Regions from separate parts of the Sus scrofa genome. Here regions 1 and 3 are each linked to region 2. Evidence: chromatin contacts called from public Hi-C and HiChIP or PLAC-seq data. All regions are on one chromosome and are shown on one strand. Each heading gives the region's core, a stretch centred on a gene start, on an enhancer-like site or on the middle of the called end of the contact. The rest is flanking DNA. Distances are from core to core; before and after follow the strand shown. Region 1 holds the start of EDEM3 (ER degradation-enhancing alpha-mannosidase-like protein 3). Region 2 holds the start of FAM129A (protein Niban-like). Region 3 overlaps FAM129A (protein Niban-like).

Region 1 (2,700 bases), core at 144-2,643, 190 kb after region 2:
GATGCGTTGAAGATGATACTGACATTAATTTGAATCAGTGAACACATGACTTTTGAGCTTACTCTTGGGAATTTCTATTAGGGAGGAGGAAAAGTGGGTCTAGAAATCAGGATGTATATCAACCACAGGGATATGATGCTTGAATCCATATAAGTGGAAGAAATCACCACGGAATAGAGTACAAAGAAAAAAACGCACACACATAAACACTTTAAAATGCAGGAAGCACCTGCATTTTAAGGCAAAGAGGGGGCATGAAGGCGGAGGATTCATTGATCTCACCTGAATGGTCCGTCTGAGAGGAAAGCAGATGATGCAAGGTGATAGAAATCAAGGAAGAAACTTTCCAGAAAGGCAGCTCAGCTGCTGAGGGCACGAGGAGAAAGCAATTTCCTGTGGTCATAGAGGTCAAATCCAAGCTCCTAAACTCCACACCTACCCACTCAATTACCACGTGTGAAAAACGATGTGTATTTTCAAGAGGAACCTAATTCTCATTTTACCAATGTGAATCGGTGGGAATGGGTGATCAAAATAAATTGCAATTTCCAATCTTTATTAAACGTTCTTTGCAGCTCACACTATTTTCCTTACATTGAGCTTTTAAGATAACTATTATTAAGCAAGTGCGAGGCCTCCCCTGCCCTCCTTCATTTCACCCTTGTGGTTACATGCGAGGACTTCTGAGTCACAGAAGCTGGTTGGAATCTAACCCAGCAGATGAGGCTTGTAACCTAAGTTCTCCGACCTCAGCTTCCTCGTTTGCAAAATGGGACCGGGGTACTTACCAATTAAAGTTGCCAAGAGTACATGAGCGATTACAAGGAAAACTCTCAGCACACTGCCGTCAAAGGCTCGATTCATTTTTGCCTTTAACGTTTTGCAATCTCGGTGAGGGCAGAGGACAACTCCAAAAGCGTATGCATTTAGGGACTACTATTCCTTATGGCGTGCAGCACGGACCTGAGGCCATGTGAGCCTCATCTAGCCGGCACTCACGGAAATGTATTTGCAGGAAAAAGGCTAAAGAGCTGACAGGTTCCTGGGAACTATGCAACCCACAAAGGGAGGGCTGGTGCAAGACGCCAGGGAAAGCCAGATCGCAGGAACCGCCCGTGCCCCTCGGAGAACCACATGTCCCAGGGTGCAGCGCGCCCACCCCGGAATTTTAGCCCGGCGGATCCAACTGCGAGAGCTCCGAGGAGGGAGCAGTGCACGCTGGGACCGGTAGTTTTCAGGTCTCAAGTTCACGGGTCGGAGGACGGCCGAGGCTAGAGGTCCCTCCCCAGTCCCGCCTTTTGTCCACGTCTCACTTCTGCTGGCCAATACCCTCTCCTGTCCCCGGAGCCAGCCCCTCTCTGATCCGGTCCCCATTGGTCCTGAGGCTCAGCGTCTGGGGCCCTACCCGGAAGTCGCGTCGGGGGAGGTGGTTTCCTAGACTACGACACCGGAAAGCTGGGGGAGGCGCTCTGGGCCGCTGAGGGCGGAGGGCGGTGGCAGCGCTGGCGCTGGGGACCGGCTCGGTGGCTTCGGGAAACCGTTCGGCGACGGCGACCGCTCGCGTTCCTCCGCATCCCGCCCTCCGCACGGCTCGCAGCCCCTTTGCCACCGGCGTCCAGCAATGTGTCCCACCGGCCGGGCGTAGCAGCTGCGCGTGCGCGGAACCGCGGGGCCATGAGCGGAGCCGGCGGCGGCAGGGGCTGTGGGTCTCGGGTCCCCCAGCGAGCGCCATGGAACCTGGTGGCGGCGACGGCCGCGCTCTGTCTGGTGTCAGCCACATCCGTGTGGACGGCGGGGGCCGCGCCCATGAGCAGGGAGGAGAAACAGAGGCTTGGGTAAGGGCGCTTGGCAGCCTGGGGTGGGTTTCCTCGTGAGGCTGACCACAGGTTAGGTGCCTGTCATTGCGACCTGGGCGCGCAGTGGCCTCTCCTGTCGCGATGGGGACGGCTGTTGCCTCGAGAGGACCCTGGCGGGGTGGACAGGGTGCAGGAAGGACGGGGCCACCGCCCGCGATGCGATCTCGAGGGGACTCTCGGGGTGTCTCTGGGGCCGTCGGTGACATGTGCAAGCTCCTTGAGGCCAGCCGCGGTGTGTCAAGGCGGCTGCCATGTCAGTGGCAGGTGAAGGGGGCTGCAGCGTGTCCCTGCGCGTGAGAATTCTGCGGGTTGTCTTTCATCAGGGACGTGGTGAGATTTCTCGCATAAGTGAGCTCCCAGCTGGGAAAATGTTGCTGATCCCACAGTAGTTAAGGAAATCATGTTTACACCTGCTGTGGAAAAGGGGGTATTCATTGGAACCTGAACTTTAAACACTTTACCATTTCCTTGTGGTGTTTTCTTGTTTTGCACTTTCCTAATAGGATAGTATTTGATGGCAATATTTAAAAGACCTAATTAACTATGCTTTTTTATTCAAAGTAGTTTTAATAGGTTTTTTTGTTTGTTTTTTTAGGGCCGCACCCGCCGGCATATGGAGGTTCCCAGGCTAGGGGTCGAATTGGAGCTGTAGCTGCAGGCCTCTGCCACAGCCACAGCAATGCGCCAGATCCGAGCCACATCTAGGACCTACACCACAGCTCACCAGCAATGTGGATCCTTAACCCACTGAGCAAGGCCAGGGATCAAACCTGTGTCCTCATGGATACTACTCAGATTCGTTTCCACTGAGCCACATCAGGATCTCCATATTAGTCTTGAAAGC
Region 2 (2,700 bases), core at 194-2,693:
AGAGCAAGGGGGAGGGAGAGTGGGTGGGAAATGAGGGCAGAGAGGAAGTCTGGCCTAATGTCAGCGATAGACTTGGTGGCTTTTTTTCTGAAGGAGGGAGCTCAGGAGGCTATTGTAGTTATCCATGTGAGAAATTGCGGGGTTGATAGCAGTGGAGGGGAGGAGAAATGGTGGGATAGTGGATATATTTTGCAAGTAGATTTGAAAGGATTTACTGATGGATTGGAAAGGTGTGAGAGATTGTGAGGTATGAGACATCTCTGTGTTAAAACGCTAGATAATTAACTTTGAAGGAAAAAGCCTCCAAAGTCCTCCTCAGACCTGCTTCTTGTCTGAACAGCTCATTTGACCTTGGAGGTTACGTCAATAGGAGTCACTACGAGCTGACTGCTAAGAATAGGAAGACATGAGTGTTGACCCTTCTACCAAGCTGGTTCTTGTTTGGGAAAAGCTGCCAAGCTAAACAGTGGTTGTGGGAAAAGAACAAGTGCCCTTTCTAATGAACGCATTCCAGTTTGTCTAGGAGAGGAACTGAACCTAAAAGTGTAAGAGCAGACTTTGATCAAGTCTTAAGAAGTTTCTAGACTGGGAGTATACAGTAGGACCCACAGTCAGGTTCTCCCTAACTTTTGCTTTTTTTTTTTTTTTTTTTCCTTAGGGCCACATATGTGGCATATGGATGTTCCCAGGCTAGGGGTCCAATGGGAGCTCCAGCTGCTGGCCTAGCCACAGCCACAGCCACAGCCACAGCCACGTAGGATCTTTAACCCACCGGTGGAGGTCAGGGTTAAAACCAGCATCCTCATGGATACTAGCGGGAGTCCTTACCGCTGAGCCACGACGGGAATGCCTCCCTAATTTTTTCTATTTCTGTCTTTTTTTCCTTCATTCCCCATTTCCTCCTTGGCCCAACTTCTTGGCTGCAGGAAGGCAAGTTTATCATTGGTTTTCAAACATCAGCAGGCGTCAGAATTACCTGGAGGGCCTGTGAAAACAGATTGCTGGGCCCTACTCCCAGTTTCTAATTGGGGAGGGTGTGTGTGCGTGTGTGTATCTGTGTGTATGTGTGTGTGTGTGTGTGTGTGTGTGTGTGTGTAGAGGGAGGTGCTGAGATTTTGGATTTCTAATATGTTCGTAGGTGATGTTTGAGAACTGTTGCTTCCTGTCCTGGAGGGAAGAGCGTGCAAAGCAGGGGGCTTTTGAACTCCACCTCGTGGGATGTGAGGGGGAAGGGTCCGGCTCACAGGGGTTTCCCATTACCAGGGAAATTGTCCTCTGACTCGAGGTGAAAATAAGAAGTCAGCGAAGAGAAGGAGAAGGAGCTGAAAGTCGTTCCAGGCCACACTTCCCCTCAGAACTCACCAGTGAAGCGAAGGCGGGAAGGCAGCCCCGGGGCCAGCCCACAGATCCTCAGAGGGCGCGGACCCGGAGGAGGCGCCCTAGAAGGCCGCGCCTCTCGGAGGAAGTGTGTCCTTTAATTGCAGCGCTCAGATCTCCGTCGCATCGGCTTCCAGGAGCGGGCAGCGGGCGCCGACGGGAGTGGCAGTCCCTCCCGCCGGGGGAGTGGGCCGGGCAGCCGCGCGCTCAGCATCCTCCTGCACCTTCCGTCGCCATGGGCGGCTCGGCCTCCAGCCAGTTGGACGAGGGCAAGTGCGCCTACATCCGAGGTACGCCCGCCGGGGCTTCCCGGGAGCGCGGCGCCGGTCCGCCTCGAGCCTTGGCCCTACTGGGCGCGACCCCAGAGGTGCCCGCAGACTCCCTCCTCCATCCCCCGCCCTCCACGGTCCGCTCTCCTCCGGCGGGCGCGGGCCTGGCAGGGGGCACGGCGTCTTCTCAGCCAGCGTTCTTCCAGCTGGAGGGCAGCTCGCCACGAGCCCTGGCCGGGGTGGGGGGCGCTGCAGCCAGGTGAGCGGGCTGGGGATGCTTTGGGAAGCGCCGCCGGAAGGCTGGGAGAAACAGGTGCAGGCTACGGAGTGGGGGACCACCCCGGTTCCTCCACTCGGCCCGCCTCGATGTCTCTTCTGCACCCCACCCCAGCCCAGCAACACCTCCCCATCCTGTCTGTACCTGTCCCTGGACTCAGTTCTGAGCCCTTTCTGAACTTGCCGCAAAAAGAACAGTGGGGGATATCCCTCGCTTCTAGAGATTTCCCTGGGGATTCCCGGCCTATGAAGCAGAATTTCCCTCCTGGTACTGTTGGCCTGGTTTTGTAAAACGCGGCGTCGGCCAAAGTTTCACTTGAACTTCATAATGTCACTTGCGGGATGATTTCATCAGAGGCAGAAAGGACAATGTCATTACGCTCTCATGTTGTGTGGTTACCTTTACTTACCCGCAGACGAGGGGAAGCAAAAGAGGAACGCTGACCTGCTGTGTAACAGTTGCTAAAGTTTTAGATGGGGACAAACTCATTTGGGAGGCTTTCGGGGATATAGTGATACAGTGAAAAGAGTGAGGCAGAAGAAAACAAAAACCAAACAGCTGAAACTGCAGGAAATAGTGATTCTTTCTCTCCTGGGTGTAATTGGCTTCTTTCTCTTTCCTCCCTCCAAACTTTGCCCACAACCACTACCTAACATTTGGTTAGTTTGTGAGTTTAGTGTTTTTCTCCCGTTAGAAGTATCTTCTAAACTAGATATTACACTTAATAATGTTAAGAAAAAGAAAAAAGTAAAGTTCTTCCTGATACCCTTTTCTGGC
Region 3 (2,700 bases), core at 47-2,546, 150 kb after region 2:
CATAAGAATCATCTGGGAGCTTTTAAGAAATAGCGATGTCTAGGCCACACTCTCCATGATTCTGATTTTTTTTTTTTTTTTGGCAACATAAAAAAAATCTTCACTTCTATTGCAACTGCTTTTAATTTGCAGCCAGGATGGAGAACCACTGGCTCGAGTTCATTCCCTAACCTAGTTAAAAGTAAATCAATCAGTCCATCGCAGCTCGAAATTTGGATTCCTTATGTCTGTTTGATAGGTTCCTCTTTTCCCCACAAGGAACTTTTTCTTGAGGAACAGGAATGAATAGCACAAATTCAGTGCATATTCTAGTGAAGGCTGTGATCATGGAAGCCATAAGAGCACGATGCTACTTCAAAGATGTGTTCCAGGGGAGATTCCTGTGGGGCTGGACACAGCGCCAGACCCCACTTCAGGGAGCCGATAGTGAGAGATCCTTGGGTAAATTCAGTACAGCATTGGAAGCGCTGTGAGAAAGGTACCATGTCCCTGTGTCAGATGCTTTTGCATCCCAGGCGTGGGGAAGAAAGCATTTTTTTCTTAAACATTATAACAGGATTGAGTAGCACATTTTGTGTATTATCTAACCTCCGAGTTGTGAGGGATTAAAAACAAACCAAGAACAAATCTGGTCAAGAGTTTAACGGAAGAAGAAGTCTGAACTACTTCCGTGTCCTAACCGAGAAGCACGTGGCCACTGTCTCCACCGAGCTCCGACCCTGCCTCCCTTCCCAGCCTGGCAGGGGCAGGAAGAGAAGGAGGACGGGAAGCGGGGAAGTGGGGTGAGAGATGTGCTCAAGTGGTTTACATCACCTGAAAGTGGAGAGGCAGAACTGAGGAGCTAAAAAAAATCATTGGAGAGGCCTCCCACCTCATTTTGTTAAGGTCTGGCTCCAGGTAGCAGAGAACAGACGAAGGGGATGCCCACTGGAGATGGTGGGTGTCCTCGATCTCCCGGTTCAGGGAGGAGGAGAAGAGGTGAAAAGAAAAGATACATTCATGTGTACGTACATGCATAGATCGTGTGTGCGCGCGTGCGCGCATGTGCGCGCACTTTCCACCTCTCACCGATCCCACTGTGGCCATGAGCCTGTGCGTGTCACAATCCTTCAGGAGGTGAGGACCTGATGCCCTGGGTCACCCCCAGGGTAGTGCCCGCAGGGGCCTCATCTCTGATGATATCCCCTCCCTTCTTTCCAAGCCGACTTAGACCTGCGGGTGGTGGTCCCAGCCTCTGACCGCGGTCTGCTTCTGTGCTGTCTTTGGTTTCTAGCTCATGGAGAATGCCGTGTTCACTTTCGAGCAGTTGCTCTCCCCACATCTCCAAGGAGAGGCCTCCAAAACCACTGTCGCCATTGAGAAGGTTAAACTCCGGGTCTTAAAGGTAAAATTGTTCTCTTATTCATGGGAAGCTTGCAGCAAAACCATGACCGATTTCTTTTGTTAAGCGGAAAATACCGAGTTCTCTTTTGCACTCTCTCCTCCCCTCCCGGTCTTTCCCCCCAAGGTACCGGTGACGTCACCGAGCAGCAGTTCGCCCATGACTTTCATGCCTCTTCTGCCCTCTAGTGGCTACTTTGGGTCCTCAGCATCAGTGTCCCTCAGCCAGAAGGGACGTGTCCAGGCTTACTTGCATAGCAGTTGGATTTGATATTTATTGGCTGCCCACGATAAACAATTGTGATATGTATTTCGTGGAATCTAAAAATAAGCAAGGCACACCCTCTTTCTTCAAAGAGTTTACAGTACAGCAAAGCCCATTTAAATTAACCAACATGTTTAGAAAAATCAAAATCTCATAGCAAAGGAACTACTCCAAGAGATACCTGCCATGTAAAATGGTTTTAAATGTGCTTCATGCTTGAGTGTATATTAAAATGGTTGTAATAATATGAGCTTGCATATATAGAGCATAGTTTTAAACTTTAAAAAAAACAAACAAAACTATCCTGTTTCATTTGATCCTCATAAGAACTTGTGAGATCACGGGAATATGTCTCCATTGTAGAGATGAGGAAACTGACTCCCTAAGATCTCGTGTGATTTAACAGAAGCTCGACAGGCTGGCTAGTCAATGGTGAGCTTAGAGTGAAACTATCCCTAAACCTAGTCAGCTAATTCTTTAAGACCTGCTTTCCCTAAACAGGTCTTTGGAGCAGAAGGTCAAAGTCTCACAGACTCTAGGAGGTGGTCCCTGAATTTCAGACATGATCTATTTTTTTTTAATTAAAGCATAGTTGATTTACAATGTTATGCTAATTTCTGCTATACAGCAAAGTAACTCAGTTACATAAGACCTACATTCTTTTTTTAATATTCCTTTCCATCATGGTTTGTCCCAGGACACTGGATATAATTCCCTGTGCTAAAGGGTAGAATATCGCTATCTATCCATTCTAAGTATAATAGTTTGCGTCACCTACCCCCAAACCCCCAGTCCATCCCTCTCCCTCCTGTCTCTTACTTGGCAACCACAAGTCTGTTCTCTATGTTCGAACCCCATCTTAATGCCTCACAAGAAGTAGTAAACTCTGGCAACCAAGTCATTGAGATTAAAAGCAGTATTTGTCATGGTAACACACATAATAATGAAGTTGCCATCAAGAAAGAAAAGATAGTATCTTTGCCAATGTCACCTCCAGCATCCACACACTTTATACCTCTCGGGACAGTCCAGCTCTCCTCTGCATACTGTTAACT

What was found. Hi-C and Micro-C count contacts between places; a contact is called where the count stands out from the background. HiChIP or PLAC-seq counts read pairs in DNA pulled down with a chosen protein or histone mark.
Region 1: a contact with region 2 is called in an H3K27ac HiChIP or PLAC-seq map of alveolar macrophages. The contact joins the promoter of EDEM3 here to the promoter of FAM129A in region 2. A contact is called at or near these places in 2 of 47 Hi-C or Micro-C datasets (embryonic fibroblasts and heart right ventricle) and 2 of 2 datasets of contacts at active chromatin or transcription factors (alveolar macrophages and skeletal muscle).
Region 3: a contact with region 2 is called in a Hi-C map of retroperitoneal adipose tissue, with 4 times the contacts expected there. The contact joins the enhancer-like site here to the promoter of FAM129A in region 2. A contact is called at or near these places in 2 of 5 promoter capture datasets (fetal liver and liver), 31 of 47 Hi-C or Micro-C datasets (adipose tissue, alveolar macrophages, blood and 15 more) and 2 of 2 datasets of contacts at active chromatin or transcription factors (alveolar macrophages and skeletal muscle).

What each region holds. Positions count from the first base shown.
Region 1 is chr9:125,981,766-125,984,465 of Sscrofa11.1, reverse strand. It overlaps EDEM3 (ER degradation-enhancing alpha-mannosidase-like protein 3), which reads left to right and starts at 1,393. Exons shown (of 20, transcript XM_021102628.1): 1 at 1,393-1,835. The coding sequence starts at 1,675. It overlaps LOC110262256 (a long non-coding RNA gene), which reads right to left and starts at 1,352. Exons shown (of 3, transcript XR_002347094.1): 1 at 789-1,352; 2 at 283-366.
Region 2 is chr9:126,171,322-126,174,021 of Sscrofa11.1, reverse strand. FAM129A (protein Niban-like) reads left to right here and starts at 1,443. Exons shown (of 14, transcript NM_001243219.1): 1 at 1,443-1,667. The coding sequence starts at 1,613. RNF2 (E3 ubiquitin-protein ligase RING2) reads right to left here and starts at 1,385. Exons shown (of 7, transcript XM_021102634.1): 1 at 1,363-1,385.
Region 3 is chr9:126,018,062-126,020,761 of Sscrofa11.1, reverse strand. It overlaps FAM129A (protein Niban-like), which reads left to right. Exons shown (of 14, transcript NM_001243219.1): 11 at 1,274-1,384. Among named protein-coding and RNA genes, the nearest start is that of EDEM3, 36 kb to the right of the region's middle. Within about 2 kb of position 1,296, at least 16 of the 83 cell types and tissues checked have an H3K27ac peak or open chromatin away from gene starts, as enhancers often do. A contact at or near this core is called in adipose tissue, omental adipose tissue and retroperitoneal adipose tissue, where this site is marked.